2 separate regions of the Mus musculus genome follow, and region 1 is linked to region 2. The links are chromatin contacts, called in public Hi-C maps. All regions are on one chromosome and are shown on one strand. Each heading gives the region's core, a stretch centred on a gene start, on an enhancer-like site or on the middle of the called end of the contact. The rest is flanking DNA. Distances are from core to core; before and after follow the strand shown.

Evidence for each region. A called contact is a pair of places that touch in the nucleus more often than the background predicts.
Region 1: a contact with region 2 is called in a Hi-C map of the N1E-115 cell line, with 5 times the contacts expected there. The contact joins two enhancer-like sites.

The regions. Positions count from the first base shown.
Region 1 is chr16:97,599,874-97,604,291 of GRCm38.p6, reverse strand. The region is part of intron 1 of Tmprss2 (transmembrane protease, serine 2); the gene reads left to right. Among named protein-coding and RNA genes, the nearest start is that of Tmprss2, 9.1 kb to the left of the region's middle. Within about 2 kb of position 1,766, at least 18 of the 459 cell types and tissues checked have an H3K27ac peak or open chromatin away from gene starts, as enhancers often do. A contact at or near this core is called in the N1E-115 cell line, where this site is marked.
Region 2 is chr16:96,669,318-96,673,941 of GRCm38.p6, reverse strand. Dscam (DS cell adhesion molecule) reads left to right here. Exons shown (of 33, transcript NM_031174.4): 20 at 144-277. Among named protein-coding and RNA genes, the nearest start is that of Gm32509, 47 kb to the left of the region's middle. Within about 2 kb of position 2,136, at least 2 of the 459 cell types and tissues checked have an H3K27ac peak or open chromatin away from gene starts, as enhancers often do. A contact at or near this core is called in the N1E-115 cell line, where this site is marked.

The DNA of each region.
Region 1 (4,418 bases), core at 517-3,016, 930 kb before region 2:
GCACATTGTTGGGTTAGTTGGACTGCAGACTATAAGTCATTCCAATATTTTCCCTTAATATATAGAGATATTCCACAAATTCTGTGACTCTAGAGAGCCCTGACTAACAATTATGCACCACTATGCCTGCCCTCGAGGAGCTCTTAATTCTTCCAGGTTCACTGTTTCGATAGTCTGATAGTACAAGTGTCTCTCTTTAAATAACTTCTTGGTAAGGAAGTATCCCCATGTCCAATACTTGTCTATGCTGAACGTCTCATACCTCCACCCTATACTACTATTGATTAGCTTTCTCCTAACAGTGCACTGTGCCCCTAAGAAGGGAGAGTATCTTATAACATGACTTGGGTCATGGTTCTCTTCTGTGTGTTTATTGGCTACACAGTGTCTGGTGATGGTGGCAGTGTGGTGACAGAGTTGGAGAAAGATTCGGGGGGGTGTCCCCTCCCACTTCTAGCAACAGTACCTGGCACTCTGGGGGTCTCATGAAGGAGCCAGCACATGTGAGGTGGTATTTGACATTGGTGGACTTCAGTTATTGGGGTTATCCCACACTCTTCAAGGAAAGTATCAATGAACTTGTCATCGTTTTCAGAGGAAAGGACTACAGGGCCATTTTTGTTTGGAAAAGTTTTTTTTTTTTTTTTTTCACATCATGTGATGGAACTAGACTCCCCAGTGTTGTCTCATTGTGTGACAGCTGGACAGGTGATTCATGAACTCGTACTAGACAGCACCAGGGTGCTGTGTTCCTCTGAGATGGAGTGGGTGAGGCTGCTGTCCAGGGGCCCTTAGGAAGCTCGTCCTCATTTGTTTTCTTGACCTTTAAAGGACAGTTACCCAAAGTGCTTCCTTATGTCTGGCTTCCCAGTGTCAAAGGTAAGTATCAGGTTTCTTTAAGTGACAGGGTAGCTCTCTTGTCTGGTTATGTCTTGCCCCTTTCAGAAGTCAACATGGGAAGAGAGGCCCATTGGACTTGCAAACTTTATATGCCCCAGTACTGGGGAACGCCAGGGCCAAAAATGGGAGTGGGTGGGTAGGGGGGTTGGGGGGGGAGGGTATGGGGGGACTTTTGGGATAGTATTGGAAATGTAAATGAGGAAAATACCTAATAAAAAAGAAAGAAGAAGAAGAAGAAGAAGAAAAAAGTCAACATGTAGGAGTCAGAGCTGCATGTGACTATGGAAAATCCCTGTTTCTGTTTAGAAGATGACCAGGATAGAATGTGACTCCCTTGCTCTTTTTGACACCTTTCCTGATCCTACCTAGTGTGGGCATCTTTCTTTCTTTCTTTCTTTCTTTCTTTCTTTCTTTCTTTCTTTCTTTCTTTCTTTCTTTCTTTCTTTCTCTCTCTCTCTCTCTCTCTCTCTCTCTCTCTTTCTCTCTCTCTCTCTCTCTCTCCCTCCCTCCGTCCCTCCCTCCGTCCCTCCCTCCCTCCCTCCCTCCCTCCCTCCCTCCCTCCCTCCCTCCGTCCCTCCCTCCCTCCCTCCCTCCCTCCCTCCCTCCCTCCCTCCCTCCCTCCCTCTTTCTTTCTTTCTTTCTTTCTTTCTTTCTTTCTTTCTTTCTTTCTTTCTTTCTTTCTTTCTTTCTTTCTCTTGCAGGGGTGGGGGAGTTTAGGCTGCCTCCCCTTCTCTTCCCAAGTTCATGGTAGCTGGACTGGGCCCTCCTTTTATTTCTGGCTTCTGTTTTGTGAGTCATGGGATCCCTGGACAAGATTAAGAGTCTCTGCTGGCTTCTGCTTCTGATGGCTTTCCCTTGACAATTCACGGCTATGGTCCTGGCTTCCTCCTTGCATGAATTTCAAGCACCTAGTCATGGCTCCTTTCAGAGGGCTCCAAGCTGGGAAGACTGCCAGTGGATCAGATTTTCATTTCCTGAAACTTCAACCAAGCCTGTAATTGGTGAGCCAGATCAACAAGCTAGAAAGAACTCACAGGAGTGAAAGCCACTGCAGCTGGGCTCTTCTGGAAGGACACTAGACAGTGTCTGGCTGGCTCTGCTTATGGGAGGAAGTTAGGATGCACTCACCAGGTAGATGTCCAGGCTTAGATTCTATTATTTGCAAAGTGGTCATAGAGAAGACACACCAGTGGGTGGCAATTGCATCATTTTAAGAGGTTTGGGTGTTTCCCATACATTTTAAATGGCGATCCCTCTCACTGTATGGTACTCAGTTTCATTCTCATACCCACAAAGCTGTTGACTTTAATATTAGAAAAACCTAGAATCTCTCAGCATGACTTGGTTCTTCTATTTGTGTGATCTACAACCTAAGAAATGAAAGACTTGGTGCATTTTTACTGAGATCTGTTCAATGTACAAAGCTATAATCATCTTTCTTCATTGCAGGTTGTTGGTTTGGGGGGCTTCTTGTGTTTAATGATCCTAGCTTTGCTTAGGAGATGAGCAGGTGGCCTCTTCTGCTCCCTTCAGAGACACTGAGCTTTGAGAGCAGGTGAACTTCCCATTAGCTTGGAAGAATTGCAGTACCAATCTGCAAGTGTTGAAGGAGATACCAGAAGTCTTTAGAGTTGCTTTTTTGGTGGTGTTGGGGATCATACTCATGGCCCCCTGTGTGATTGGCAGGTACTCCATCTCCAAGATATGTCCCCAGGTAAAATTAGTTTTATTTAACTCTTACTAAGGTAACACTGTGTGCCAACACCAATCATGTTATTGCTAACATTACTCAGTGCTCCTGAGAGTAGTATAAAAGGCCGCGTCTCTTTTCTGTCTTGATAGAGAACTCAGACACGGGTCCTTTCCAGGTCACAGCTAGTGAGAGATTAAATCTAGCTTAGGATCCAAGTCCCACCTAAAGCCTAGTGTGTCATAGCTTCTAGCTATGTAGTGCTGCCTACTGCTTTCTGTGTACCCAAGTGTCAGGCTTCTATGTGCATCTGTGGTGTAGTGTATGCATGTGTATATGTTCATGTGTGTATAGCTGTCCATACACATGTGTACATGTATGGAGACCTAGAGGTGGATGCTCGGTGTCTCCTCAATCTCTTTCCACTTTAATTTTGAGATAGGGTATTTTACTGAGCCAGGAGTTTACTGAATGGTGAAGATTATCCATTCATGTGTTAGGGATCCCCCTGGCTCTGCCTCCCTAGCACTAGGATTACAGTTGGGCACTTCCATGTCTAAACTTTTAAGGGGATCTGGGATTCAAATTCAGGTTGCCATGCTTGTGTAACAAGCACTTTGCCCACTGATCATCTCCTCATCACTAGAGTACCTGATTCTTATAAATGAAGGGCGCTTATCCTGGCTTCTGGACTCCTTCCAGCCCTCCTGGGCATATTATCTGGTGAATAGATGACTCCCCAGAATGGTGTCTTAGAATGTTCTTGGTTCGTTTCAAGTCCAGCATGGAGGAGTGAAGCAAAGCCCTATAGAGAGGATATCAATGAAAAAAATAATGCAACAACCCCCAGTAAAGCAAGGTGAGGACTAATGGCTTCAGGAACATCTCAGCAGATGGATGGACCAGGCAAGGAGCCAGTGGTGAAGAAACTGCTTGGATTCTCAATGGAGCAAGAGAGAATGGGAAATTACAATCATAGAGCAGAATGTCTGCAAATAGAAAATCATTAAGAAACGAGATGGGTGAGAGGGATCTGACTAGCCTGACTTGAAGGCAGGCCAGGCTTACCAAGTATCCTTTGAGGATGGTAGAGGACTGAGAATCTGCTCAGGTATTGAAAGTTGAGATTCTTAGCAAACTGATTTATCAAGGTTTCATTAAGCTAGATGTCACGTGGGAGTGCACAGAGATTGAGAAGCTTAGTGAGGCTGTCAGTGGAGGACAGTGCTGGAAAGATGGCTCACTTAAAGTAAGGAACTTTATGCTGATGGCATCTCTGGTTGTTGCTGGCATTTCACACATGGCTACATATGCAATGATCCAAGGACTTCTTTTCATAACTACAAATCGTCGAGTTGGTCTACCAGGACCAGCTCTTTTCTGCAGCAGTGGGAGTATGAAGTGGCTTGCTGACATCCTACTACATCAGGAAGCAGTGCCTCTATCCAGAAGCAGAGCCAGGGAGTAAAGCTGGCCTGCAGATCGATGTCCAAAAGGCTCTATGCTTTTCCCAAGCACCCCAAACTATCTGGGGTGCTGTTTCACATTCGAACCATAACAATGAGTCATAAGGACACATTATTTACTAAAGCTTGGGTAATCCTGTGAGGCTTATGTAGAAGAGTCAAATGCAGCCTGTTTCTGGTATTCAATTGTAGGCCACCAGTTCCATGCAGTTGTCTGCATGGACACACCTGTAAGGAGGCCGGGTCTGACCCTGTCAGTTGCTCCTCTGCTGTTCATTCTCTGAAAACCCCCTTCTGTGTACATTTGCAATGAACTTCATCTTAAATGTGTCAACTGTGATATCCACTTTGAAGAGATGGAA
Region 2 (4,624 bases), core at 887-3,386:
TTGATATGGTTCAGTTATGAGGACACACTGGGATCCTGGACACTGGTGCTAGACCACTAGAGCAGTCTCTGGGAGGAGAGAGTGTCACCTGGGGAGCCATGGGAAGCTACATTCCACCCTGTGACTAACCCTGGATTTTCCAGTTCCAGGTCCTCCTGCCGGTGTCAAGGCGGCGGCAGCCTCGGCCTCCATGGTCTTCGTGTCCTGGCTGCCCCCGCTGAAGCTGAACGGCATCATTCGGAAGTACACAGTGTTCTGCTCCCATCCCTACCCTACCGTAAGTGGCGAATAACCAATAGCTTTCCCAGCATCTCCCAGGACCTCGCTGAGGATGCTCTTCCCTCGCCTCCCTCCCACTCGGCCTTCTTGGTGTTTTTTTCTTGTCATGTTGTCTCCACATGCAGAGCAAAGTCCTCATTTGCACCTCCCTCCAGAAGACTCCTGCTTTATTACGCGGGGCGCGGGCACTCGCCTAGAGCCCTTGTTTATCTGGCAGCTTCCCAGGCACTGCCAGCGGCTTAATCAAACTCCGAGTGCACAGGCCGTAATTGTGCCTTAATTGATAGTCAGTGGACAGCACCTATTGATTGCACTGCTAGGCTCCGCATTAAATGTCCTCCTTTCCTCCCTCCTTCTCCCCCACATGCTCCAGCCCACCCTCCTTCTCTGCCCTAACCCACACTGAGAAAGTACTATAGCGCTACCCCTGCTGCGCAAGGCAGTGGGGATCTGTGCCCTCTACAATAGCGGACTCAGCCTAGTAAAGGCGCCGAGGTCAGAATACACACCATTTAAAACTGGGCTATTTATTATCATTACTGTTTATGATGCTGGATAATAACTATCAACTTAAACTTTCCATGGGCAGATAACAAGGCATATCAGAAAAAGAGGGAATTTTGGAGAAAGGAAAATATAAAAAGAACGATTTGGATTTACAATGTTTTCACAAAGATTTTAAGGCACTGTCAAAATGAAGGAATCGTGCCTAATCCGTCTTTGTATCTATCTCCTGTTCCTGGCATAAAACTTAAAAACATGTAGAAGGCTATGGAAGTGGTTCAGCTGTGTTTTTGTGCAAGCGGGGGGGGGGGGTGAGATTTGGTCCCCAACACACACACACACACACACACACACACACACACACACAAATAATCCCAGCTCTGGAGAGGCAGAAATAGCCATATCTTTGAAACTTAGTGGGCATCCAGTCTGGCTGAGTACATGTGCTACTGTGTAGGGTTTCTATTGATATATACTGTGAGCAAAAGCAACTTGGGGAGGGAAAATGACTTCAACCTGTGCATCAGGCCTTATTTGTGCTGCCACTATCTCTGAGTTCATATGTGCATCGGACTTGTTGTGTCTGGAACACTGTTTTCTTAGAGTTGTCTACCCCTCTGGCTCTTACAGTCGTTCTTCTTCCTGTCCCACAAAGATCTCTGAGCCCTGAAGGAAGGAATTTGATAAAGACAGTCCACTTAGGGCAGAGGGCTCCAAAGTGGAGCACTCTCTGCACACTGTCCAGTTGTGAATCTCTGTGTTGATTATTATTTAGCTGGGTAATGTTCGACTTGCTTCTCTTGCAGAAGTCTCAGGTTCGAATCTTAGCATCCACATAGCAGCCCAAATACCCTGTGACTCAAGTTCCAGAGGATCTGCTGTCCTCTTCTGGCCTCCAAGGGCACCAAGTAGACAGGTGGTGCACAGGCATGCATGCATGCAAAACGCATCATCAGGATGTTTAACCTGAGGGAGGTTGAACATTGCAGTGACCTGTGGGTATAAAATATGTCATCAGGAGTGGTTTCATTGCTGTGTTGATTTTGCAGAAAAGTAGTTGGTTTTTCCAGGACCATGACATATCTAATCGCATGTTATCGGCCTCATTAACAGTATCAGGTGTGGGTTCCATCTCAATGAGTGGTTTGTTAATTCGGTGATATTTGTTCCACTATTACCTCAGTGGGCATACCTCGCAGGCAGATTGCTATTGTAGCTCACAGAGTATATAACCGGGTGAGAGTTATGATTCTTTTCTCCTCCAGGAGCATTCTTAGCAGCTTCCAGCACTGTGGATGCCGGAGTGTTCATTTTCTTTTTGAGACAGGAACATTTCTGCTATGTGTATTAATGGACAGCAGAGGGCAGCACAAGTTCTGGTCATTTTTCTTGTGCCTCAGTCTGGTGTTTTCATGCCCCCACCCCTTGAAATGATTTCATAGTTGAATGTAGAACATGGGAAGATAAATCAGGACATGGTGTGCCCTCTAATTTGATCTTCTTTTATGAGTCCCTTGGCGTAGCTCCTCGGCAATGTGTCCCCTGCCCCCCAAGTTCCCTAGCACAACTGTTCTTACTAAGACCTCCTTAAAAAGAGGTGTTTGTTCTCCAGTACACATAACACCTATTTAACAATAGGCAGCTATATCACTTTATCACTTTATTCTCCCAGTTCAGATCTGCGAAAGACAACATCACTAAAGACCTTGGATGTAGCCAGACATGTCGCATTAGCTGTAAATTAACCAGATTTGTTCTTCGGCTGTTTAAAAGCAGATCTAATAAAACATTCATCCACCTCAAAAAGTCCAGGAAATGCACTGAGACACCAGCTTTCCAACCAGAGAGAATGACAACACAGCCCCCAAGTTCATGTAATCAGAACCTCAGGATACCAGCTAGACGACAACAACAACAAACAAACAAACAACAATAACAATAACTCAACACTATTATGAACAATAAAAACCCAGAGAATTGTGATAACTTTTAAAAGTCTTATATTAGGGGCTAGAGTAGTGGCTCCCTGGTTAAGAGCACTTGCTTCTCCTGCAGAGGTCTCAGGTTCGACTCTTAGCACCCGAGTAACAGCCCACAAACACCTGTGACTCAAATTTCAGAGGATCTGATGTCTTCTTCTGGCCTCCAAGGGCACCAAGTAGGCAGGAGGTACTATTTCCTGAAGCTAAGTCCACATTTTTATATATAACCCTGACAACTATTTAAAGAATTATTGTATTAATTATTATATTAATTCCCTGAGAATTGTGCATAATGTATTTTGATCATATTTGCTCCCCAACCTAACTCCTTCCAGATCTATTCACTTCCTCCCTGCCCACTCAACTTCCTGACCTCTTTTTAAAAAATCCATTGAGTCCAATTTGTGCTCAGATACTCCTGGGTGTGGGCCCAGCCCCTAGAGTGTGATCTACCTACCAGGGACCACGCCTTTAACAAAAAATGTCTCTCCTTTTCCCAGCAGCTATTACCTATTGTCACTAGCTCCTCAGATGCAGATGGGACTTTGTGCTAGGATGTTGTCTGGTTTAAGTTGCATGCTGTCCCAAATGCTGCAAATTCGTATGAACAAATGTCAGGTCACGTCAAGAAAACGTGGTTTCATTACAATTATCTACTACCCCTGCCTGTTAAAGTCTTTCTGCTTTCCTTTCCATAATGATCCAGCCTTGGGAAGACTGAGTGTAGCATAGATATCCCATTTATGGCTGGGCATTTTGCAGTATCTCATTCTCTACACAACATCCAGTTTGTGGGTCTCTGTGTTAATCAACATTTACTGCAAGGAGACATTCCTCTGAGGAAGGTTGAGAGATTTGCTAATCTACAAGTACCACAATAAGTTATTAGGAATCAGTATAATACTATGCTTATTTATCAGAACAAGAGCAGTAGGTAGGTACTTCCCTAGGGCATATGACATATCTAGCCACAGGATCTTGGCACCTCCAGCCGTGAGTTCCATCTTGTATAGCACTGGTTTTCTAAATACTAACATCCTGAGCAAGAGGCCACCTGTATGCCACTTCCAATATGGCAGACCCAGCTCAACCTCATTGCCCCACCATTCCTGTTTCCTGGGGTTGTTAATATTCTAACCACACTCTTATCTTCCAACTAGAATCCAGACTTAGGTTTGATTACTTCTCTACCGATCCTTATCAGATTGGCTGATTCCTCTGTTTAACAAATGCAGGAAGGAATAGAACACCACCCTACACCACGCACTGAGCCAGGCTCTGGACTCATGCCTCAGCAGAAGCTGAAATACGCTGCGTGCAGCCAGGCTGTGCATTAGCAGCCTGTGCCAGCAAATGGCTTTCCTCTCTCATGCTCAGGGACACTGTGAGTTGGTATCAACTTAGCTCTATGCTCCATTCACTCGAGAAAATACCCAGGCAGGACTTATAACAGAAGAAACAAATTACAGAAAAATTGATGAGGGGGATTAAATGGTTCTCCAGAAATCACTGGCCAGATATCACTTAGAGTCTTACCCACTGAGAAGGGCCTTATCTGATGTAACTTCAGAGCATGTTCACAGAACTCCCAAGGAAGGCAGAAGGTGCCAGGGCAGGGATCGGTTCTGTGATGTGTAGCCAAGGACAATCCAGCACCATTTACAGCACACTGCAGTGTGCAGGAGCACAGGTGAGGGCTGTCTCCTCAAACACACGCCAGAGCCAGATTCTTGGGAAATAAAAGACACTGTTTCCTGGAAAATCAGGAACAAGAACAGATGTGGATCTGGGGAAAACTTAAGTTGGTAAAGCAATTAGGGGGTCTGAGGTTTGATCCCCAATACTCACATAAAAAGCTG